Linked DNA regions of Rattus norvegicus: region 2 is linked to region 1. A link is a contact called in public Hi-C data. All regions are on one chromosome and are shown on one strand. The core of a region is the stretch at or near the end of the contact, and the rest is flanking DNA. Distances in the headings are between cores, read along the strand shown.

Evidence for each region. Hi-C and Micro-C count contacts between places; a contact is called where the count stands out from the background.
Region 2: a Hi-C map of the A7r5 cell line shows a contact between it and region 1, with 2.0 times the contacts expected there. The contact joins two enhancer-like sites. A contact is called at or near these places in 4 of 12 Hi-C or Micro-C datasets (the A7r5 cell line, kidney and liver).

Annotation. Positions count from the first base shown.
Region 1 is chr2:168,632,945-168,637,745 of GRCr8, reverse strand. The region is part of intron 1 of Pdgfc (platelet derived growth factor C); the gene reads right to left. Among named protein-coding and RNA genes, the nearest start is that of Rnu7-62, 6.5 kb to the left of the region's middle. Within about 2 kb of position 2,850, at least 16 of the 93 cell types and tissues checked have an H3K27ac peak or open chromatin away from gene starts, as enhancers often do. A contact at or near this core is called in the A7r5 cell line, where this site is marked.
Region 2 is chr2:168,682,094-168,686,894 of GRCr8, reverse strand. All of the region lies in intron 1 of Pdgfc (platelet derived growth factor C), which reads right to left. Among named protein-coding and RNA genes, the nearest start is that of Rnu7-62, 43 kb to the right of the region's middle. Within about 2 kb of position 2,109, at least 4 of the 93 cell types and tissues checked have an H3K27ac peak or open chromatin away from gene starts, as enhancers often do. A contact at or near this core is called in the A7r5 cell line, where this site is marked.

The DNA.
Region 1 (4,801 bases), core at 1,601-4,100:
TTCTTGGGCATCAATGGGAGGAAAGGCCCTTGGTCCTGTGAAAGCTTGATACCCCAGTGTAGGGTAGTGCCAGGGCAGGTAGGCTTGAGTGGATGGGTAGATGGAGGAGTATCCTCATAGAAGCAGGGGGAGAGGGAATGAGATAAGGGGTTTCCAGAGGGGAAACCAGGAAAGGGTATAACATATGAAATGTAAATAAATAAAATGTTCAATTTAAAAAAAAAAAAAGGAAAAAAAAAACAGTTTCAGACAGTCAGCCGAGTCACCATTGCCACTGCAATGTTGAAGGGGGCCAGAGTTTTCCTAGTCAGTAGGATCTAAAGAGGATCGAAGACCAAAGGGCAGAGGGCAGGCTGCGCGTCTGCTTATTCTCTACAGGAAGACACAGTAATGATCAGTGATGTCCCAAGTGATTACTCTCATTGAGGTAGAACTGCATTTACAGACAAAAACAAAATCACAAACAAGCAAAAACAACAACAACAAAAAAACAACACAGCCCTTATAGTGAGATTAGTATCATAAATGCAATTAATTTATAGTGCTCCTTTCAAATGGCAGTACGGTACCCTAGAGCTGTACTTTCACTATTCTTTATACCTGGAGAGCTCTCACTTGGTTTTCCAAAGGGAAGGTCACAAATATGTAAGTATAGATGTCCAGGGCAGAAAGCTTGAGCAGGCATCATTTGGATCGAGTAAAAGCAGTTTATTTCAGTAAGAGGTAGGTGCCAATATGCCTGGAGGATTTATCCTATCGAGGAAAGCAAATTAATTTATAGTTCTCTATTCCCTCAATCTATTTATCTGTATTGGCAGGCTGGAGAACTATAAATTAATTTGTCATGCTATAAGCAAGCTGTAAACACAGTGATTTCCCTACAGTTTATATACTCCCATACCCATTTGTCTATAATGGTATGTAACCAGATGGTATATTCCCAATGCTTCCAATAAGTGTCAGGAAAATACAGAAAGAGATGGGGGAGAGGGAAAGAAAAGAAGAAGAAAGGGAAATGAAAGAAAAAAAACAGGAAGGAAAAGAAAGGAAAATTAAAGAAAAGAGAAAGGAAGGAAGGGAGAGAGAGAGAGACAGAGAGAGTGAGAGAGAGAGAGAGAGAGAGAGAGAGAGAGAGAGAGAGAGGAAGGAAGGAAGGAAGGAAGGAAGGAAGGAAGGAAGGAAGGAAGGAAGGAAGGAAGGAAAGATCCCTTTATGTTGCCAAATGCTGGCAGCTATTTTCTTTCTCCCAAACCCTTAGATCTTAGGAAAACAGTATGTCTTGCTAAGTGCCAACAACAACACAGATAATTGTTGGTATGCTTCAGCTGTGTGGATGGGGCATGCACTCTCCTGCTTTGACTGTAGCCACACTAGACTCTGGGGATAAAAGTCAGTGCCAAGTTTAAAATATTAACACTAAGGGGCCACCTTCAGCAGTTCCAAGGCCTCGTTTCTAACCCCATATCCTGCATTTTAGATGCCGCCTCTTAGAATGAAATAAAATGTGGCTTGTATTTGCTCTTACCCAAGCCTCTGGGTTACAGTTAACAGTGAACACAGAAGTGTTTCTAATGTAATGTGGGCTCACTGAAGAAAAACATTTAGAAAAGAATAAATTAATTTTAGGAAGAAAATGACCAGTATCTTTACCACTTTCTACCCTGGTCCTTACCAATAAAATATATTTACAAAGCTGTAGCACACATCACTTTAGTGATATACATTTTTACACTTGTGGAAATACTTATGGAGACATGTAGAAATATATTTAAGATGCTAGTAAGAGCAGTGGGGGTTCTCCAGTGGGGAGGACGTCATTTGTACCTTCCTCTGAATCCCAGGAATAATGGCAACTGTATTATTCACAGCTTTTCTCATGGGAGGTTTACTACATTGGGGGCCAGACATCCAAACAAGGTTCAGTGATGACATGTGTACCAATACAAGAAAGATAGAAAGGACTGCAGTCCAGAGGGTACCAGGTCCAGCATCTCTCTGCTAATTCACCCAGACCTTCAGGGAGTGCTTCAAGAAGACTTCCACCTCCCCTCCCTCCCTACTTCCCTTCCTTCCTTCCTTCCTTCCTTCCTTCCTTCCTTCCTTCCTTCTTTCCTTTCTTCCTTCTCTCCCTCTTCTTCTCTTCCTCCCTTTCTCTCTTCCTCTCTTTTCCTCCCTCCCTCCTTTCTTTTTTCTAAGTTTAAATTAAGAAGAAGAACAACAACAATAGCAGCAGCAGCAACAACAACAGCAACAAAAAGATCAATATATTCTGTGGTTTCCTAGTAATGACGAAGTCTAGGGAGGTAGCTTAATTATTCTTTTAAATAATCAAATCACTCCAAGGTGAACACAGTAGAAACCTAAAGCACGTGGTTTGAATAATGAAGATAAGGCATTCAGGATATCCGGCCTGAGAGTTTGATTGACATGCAGAGTAATGAGAAATGTGATGTTCCTTCTCTAGAGCATTAATATCACTCGGGTTGGTCATTAAGCAGAAAACAGACACACACACACACACACACACACACACAGACTCATACTCATACAAATGTACACACAATTACACTCACATACTCACACACTCCTACTCTCTCAAACTCTCTCTTACACACACACACACACACACACACACACACACACACACACACACACACACAGTTTTCAAGGTGATGTTTCTTTATAACAAACTGGCCTGGCCTCAGGAAATTATTAATGAGGAGCAAAGAGGTTACAGAGCAGCTAAGCCCTCAAGAATGCCTATGCAAAGAGAACTGCCTATTCAGACAGAGTGGCTGAGGGCTGTGTGGGGAAGACAAGCACTTAGAAAGGAATTCCTCCCTAGGCAAGAATTTTTCTATACCGTGCAAAGCCAAAATCAAATGAGTCATAACAGTCCACATCTCCTAAGTGTGTGTTAGTGGGATGACATCTAATTCCTAAGGAAGTCAAGGGCACCATCAATTAAAGAGCCATCCAGTCCCTCTACCCCTTCCCCCAGCACCACGAAAGCAGGAGGACCATCTGAGATGACACAGGTTTGCTCCTGCCAGATGCTATTACAAACTGGATGACACAGGATTTGTAACTTTTGGCTTTATTTCCAGCACTGAAAAAAAAAAGACTCATGCCAGAAATTGGGGTGGCTATTCTCTTTGGACAAGCCCGGGCATGCTGCAAGGACACCAGCACTGGCCAAACCTTCTCTTCCTAGGCCTGCCTGCCACTAGAAAAGTTTGAACATCTTAACTGATGGTTTTGAAGGATCCAGAATAGAACTTTTAGTCACTCAGCCCGAGCAGAACAACAGTAAAGAAAAAGTCCTCTACCCCCTGTGAAACTGCAAATATGGGGCCCATTTTCTCAAAGTGAAGATGGCAGGAGACCCCCCTTGTCCCCAAATCAGGATGAATGTGACCCTTAACACTTTGAAAAGAGAAGGTAACAAGTGATAAGGCTCAAACCCTGGACAAATGCTGAGCTACCTATTTAACACGCAAAGAGACCCAGGAGCCAGATTCTCCCAGAATCCCTCCTTCACTCCCTGTTTTGGGAGAGGGCGGACATACCCTGCCCTCTAGCCTAAGCTCCCCAGCCTCAAAGGCTTTTCCCTATACAATCCAGTCATTCCTGTTACCTGCCCACTTTCTTTTACACTTTGGCCTTTGGACTGCTGCACATGGTTCCTTTCCCTTCGCCCATCTCCTTACAGGACTCAGGGTCAATGTCTACTCTGGATTGCCTCTGAGTGTGCTCCCATTTTGCTCTGTAATAAACATTCCCCTCCACCACACCTAGAAGCTGTCATGTCCTTTCCTTTGCCTTTCTCGTTTCCATTCGTCTACAGGAGTACTATAAACAGACGGGATTGCAATATCTCTCAGGTAGTACTGCTGCTTCCCACCTGATTTCACTGTGCAAAGCCTTACTTTATTCCCATTTGTGTTACCTTTTCCCTCTCTGCAATTTATTGTCTTTAGTCATAACAGCCCATGAAGCCCAGTGTCTTAGCTACTTCACTGGGCTTCTACATCCTTCCGAAAGACTATCAGTCTTTAAAATTTAAAATATTAATAAAATCTCTATGTCTTTTTTTTCCCACCTGTCACTTTCGGCTTAATTTACACACCTCAGCTCGAAAAGCCTGTCTACCAAGCTGTTGTTCCCTTCCTATGGCACAATAGGTAGTCACATACTATGAAAAAAAAAGGGATATTCATGTTGTAAATGTAAAAATTTCTAAAGTGTGAATTGCTAAGCAGTTATATTTATGTAATATAAAAACCAAATTTTGGCAGTACTTATCAGATGTATCAGAACAAAATTCTAAATTTATAAGAAATCAGGATCGGTAGATTTAAATGTTTATTTTTTAATTGTCTAAATGCCTACCAAGCCCTGAACATGGCATTGTGTGTGTGATGGCTTGTATTTAAACATGGAGAAAAAAAGGGGGACGCAGGATTTTTGTCTCTGGACAGTGAGCACTTACTGGCTGCCTGCAGCGAGTTTCTGGGTACAGGAGACATAGCAGAGAAAAGGGAAGCAGACCTACACTACTAACAACCAGCCCCGGCCTTCTCAGTGGTGGGCATTCAGGGACTTCATTCATGAAGGTGCCTTCCAAAAAGTATCATACAGCACCACTTATTACTAATGTAAATCAGATTTCATCCCATGGAGTTAGCCCTGCAATCCACGAGAGCAGAGTTAGAGAGTGAGGGATACACGTGTGCTGCTTTTTATAGATGGTTGCCTATGAATATGACACGGGATTTTGTTAAATTTTGAAATCTCCATT
Region 2 (4,801 bases), core at 860-3,359, 50 kb before region 1:
TGTGACCATCATTCAGGTGTCCATTGAGACAGGATAAGATAGTCCACAGTACGAGTAGTAAAATCTTGGCCTCTCCACAAGGTTCTGCAAAGTTACAAATGCAGGGGAAGAACAAGCAAGTGGCACACTGATACTGGAGAAGCAGAAACAAAATTAAAAGCAAGGCTGGCATAGTACAGAAGGTAACAATCTTAGAACAATTTCATGTGATCAATAAACACTAAGAAAGAATTACCCCAAGCTAAGAGAAGGGAACAAGGAACTCACAGAAGGATGAGCCAAGATAAGAACAAACGTTCCCAAGGAAGAAACAGAAGGCAGAATCAAAGTCAAAACACAAGATCAATAGGAACAAAACAGTGTTTGGATTACATGATGTCACTGCTCCAAAGAAAAGCTATTTCTAGTCGTTACCTCATGAAGCATGAGATTATGAACATGAAGGTCCTCCAAGATTCTCCTTACAGAGACAATCACCCACAAATTAAAAGGGTTTTAATGACTTGAGTATATTCTTATGACCAGCATTACCTTCTTCCAAAATGTCCCTTGATTTTCTTCTCCCTGGAGCAAATTTCACCACCAGTAACACTGCTTTTGGGTACAGAGTTCTCCTTGAGGACTAAACATGTGCTAAACCTATGTCACATGTTCTGTCTAATGCACACAATACACTTTTGAACAGATGCTGTTATTCCTCCATTATCCAGATGAGAAAACCCATTCACAGAGAATTACATTCGATCACAGAGGCAGAATCGGTACACTGACCAACAAGGAAGGCCACTGACAAGAAAGACATTTTATGGCATTTTTATGTAGAAGACCTCAGTCATGGGCTAGAGAGATCGGGCATCTTCCCATGCCTTGGAAGCATGAGCACCTGAGTTCACATTCCCAGGACCCATGAAAAAAATCAGACTTGCTTGCATTCTTTTGCTATCCTAGCACTGGGGTGGTAGGCAAAAGAGGATTCCTGGGGCTTGTGGCCAGCCTGTCTATTTAAATGGATAGGCCCTAACTCAAAAAAAAAAAAAGAGGTAGGTGAAGAGACTGAAGAAGAAAACATCTGACATTGACCATTGACCTACGTATGGCCTCCACATAGATACACGCACACACACACACTCCTGCCCACCCCTTCAGTCACCTTTATGAACTGATAAGGATCTTTGCTGCCATGAGCTCCCTTCACTGTATACCTTCATTATGCTTTCACAAACAAAGGATTGTTGAAAAACAACTTTCCTCATGATGCGAGATTTCTTTTTTTTTTTTGTTTTGTTTCATTAACTTGAGTATTTCTTATTTACATTTCGAGTGTTATTCCCTTTCCCGGTTTACTGGCCAACATCCCCCTAACCCTTCTCCCTCCCCTTCTTTATGGGTGTTCCCCTCCCCATCCTCCCCCCATTGCCGCCCTCCCCCCAACAATCACGTTCACTGGGGATTCAGTCTTAGCAGGACCCAGGGCTTCCCCTTCCACTGGTGCTCTTACTAGGATATTCATTGCTACCTATGAGGTCAGAGTCCAGGGTCAGTCCATGTATAGTCTTTAGGTTTCTGATTGATACCTGACAGATGCTTGAACTCTATAACTGTTAAATTACTTTTTTATATTATATAGTGGGATGCGTGCCTTTTTTTAAAGTTATAAAACAGAGATGCTTTCCATACTGTTCATAGCATTTTTTATGTTTTGAAACAAAACAAACAAACAAATATTTTTGCCCAGTTCTAAAGAACAATAGGAAACCATATCCTGTTTCAAAATGGTACATTACACATCTTAGCAAATCTATGTGTATGTGGCCTCATCAAGTAGAAACAATCCAGAATACTAGAAGAATAGTCCATTTCTTTGATCAACTCAATTAACATCAGCAAAGACTAACATTGCAATAGCCTCATTTTCAATATTAGTTATTTAATATAACTTTTCTATGAAAACTTAATGAGTCAATTATTAAACTATGACAGGATAAAGAACCCTTACCATTGGATAAGTTATTTTCATAAAAATTTCTTCTTTGTTCTTCATTCCATGTCTGGCAGATGTGAATTATGAGTTAGGCAAACACTGTGCAAAGCATGACTCAAGGCACACTAGTCATAAAAATATTAACCCCCACATCCTCGAAAAGTAAAAGCAGGATGTGAAGCAAAGCAGAGCACACTACTTTATATTTTTATTTAACAAAATAAAAGTGACTTATATAATCTTCTGAGTTTTAGGTCACTCAGAAGAGAAGCTGAATTAAAATGGAATATGCTTATGGGATCTTGCCTTTGGGGACTCCTAACCTACTTTCAGCATGCCCCTAAGCTTCAGCTTTGCTTGTTTGTTCTGTTCTTGTAAATGATAGGAAAAAATGCCATCTCCAGCGTTTGTCATGTGAGGACAGACTCTGAGAATATACTCTGGTAGCAGGTCCTATCTGCTTCACAGCCATATGACTAGTGCCATTTGAATAATTAGTTTTTCCCAGCCTGTCCATTTACAAAGTTAGGTTCCCTCACTACAGGGATTTCCTCTTAAATATTTATGAAATAAATAAGTAGGAATGTGGGGTGCTGTTAATAATGTCTAGTCACTTAGTAAAATATATCCTTCCATCTCTAATACATAATTTTGAATACTATTATATTACTACATGATGTTGTAAAGAAAGAACTTCAGCAGTCTCCAGATCTAACTTATAATTAACAGAGGAGCATTGAATTGTTTAATGAAATAATTGTGTCAAAGTCATTAGGATTTGGCAAGGATAGGGTACCAAGGATGAATGCATTCCCAGTTGACTGTCAGAATCTTGGGCTGCCTGTCCCAGCCTGTTGCATTACTTTGTCTTTGACAAGTTTACTCCTGCCATGCCCCAATATTAATTAGAAACTTCAAATGGGGACTAATTGCCCGTATTGGAGAAATGCATAAGGCTTTAGTGGTATTCTGTCAGACTTCTACTGCCTTAACTGATTATACTTTCTGTATATAAAATGCAAAAGAAAACAAGTTAGCTTGATACTTCCAAAACCTTTTCCGAAATTCACCTGCCTCCTTCCTCTATTGCCTACTTCATTATACCTCCTAGAGTACAGCCAGAAGGAAGTACATACTGCTCACTAGAAGGAAAGCAGCCTAGCAGTCATACGCTTTCCTTTCTAACAGGGAAAACTTTAACAGCTAAGTATTTGGGGAAAAAGAAGTAAAATGATCATTAGATCCTCCTTCACATTCCTCACACAAAACACAGAGTTGATCTGGGACTGGAAGAACTCTGAAGGCTGAGGTAGGAGAAATTTCAAGGTTTTGGTATTTTATTTGCTGATATCAAGTACTTTTGAAGTATCTCTATTCTTGTGCTCAAGAAAAAAGCAAATGTTTTACTTAAAATACATTACAAAGCTCAATAAAAGTGCCATAAGGAATTATCAATTAATGACTATGTGACTCTATCCTATGATAGTTAATAGATCATTGTGATAGTAAACCTTTATTGAAAACTTGACTAGTTTTAGAATCACTATGGAAACAGACCTCTGATTATGTCAACGACAATGCTTCCAGAAAATCCTAAATGAAGAGAAATGGTTCAACCTGCAAGTGAATAGCTCTGTGAGCGGCCCAGAGTCCTGGAACTATGAGAATGGAGAAACAGAGATAGGAACCATCATTCCCATCTCACCACTGTCTGATTATGGATGCAATGTGACCAGGTGCCTCAGTCTCCTGCTTCAAAATCAGCTCTCTCATGGTAGATTACATCCTTCAAATAAGAGGCAAAACAAGTCTTTCTTCCTTCCCTTCAGTTGCTTCTGGTAGATACTTTATCAAAGTAAAACAAGCCCATAATTGTGTTTTGAAGCCTCACAGCAAGTTAATTTCAACATAATACCTGGTCTAGTATGGCCTCTGTTGTTAGTTCCATGAAGTGAATACCTTAAGAAATTCAATTATATCTCCCACATCTACGTTTTGACTTCATTCTCTTATTTTTATTTTATAAAGTAATCTACATGGCCAGGAACAGCCATACACACCTTAATCCCAGGAATTGCAAGACTGCAGGAGAATCCTAAGTCAAGACAGCCTGGATTACCTAGCCAGACTGTCTCTAGAAATACCAGTACCATATAAGTTAAATAGCAATTTTAATGTCTATGAGTGGCACCAAAAGTTGCTGGATGTTTACCCTTTCTGCCACATTGGGCCGTCTTCTTTCAACTTCTGAGTTTGTAGTTCTCACTGTAATTCAGCCTTGGCATCCTTAGAAAAATACAGAAACTCTCTATAGAAGCCGCTGCAAGTGCATTGATTACAGATCTAATGAAGGCACCCTAGCTCTCATATATTGTTTTTGCATTTAAATGTATTGAGAGTCCATAACAAATATCAGATTAATTTGATCTATATTCTATAAACTGCTGAAATCAGTTAATCTGGAACATTTGCAAACTCTGTAGAATTCTTACCATGGTTTCCTTTTTCTCCTAAGAGAACTGGATTATAAAATCAAGCACATACACAGTGTGCTGCAATGCAGAAGGCGTATCAAATCTATTGTTTCTGTGATGGAAAAATTTGAACTTAAAGGAATACAAGTTTTAGGGCCCAGTGCCTGTCATCAACAGAAAGAAATGTCACACATTTGACAGATGAGTGTGGCAGATAACTTTGCTCTGTCCCTACAGTCAAATAAGCTAAATTGTGCCTATCAGAAATCAATTCAACACTGCCCATTCTTTTAATGAATGATAGAAAATCCACTGATAGAAGCTGGCGTCAAGAAGAGCTCTTTCT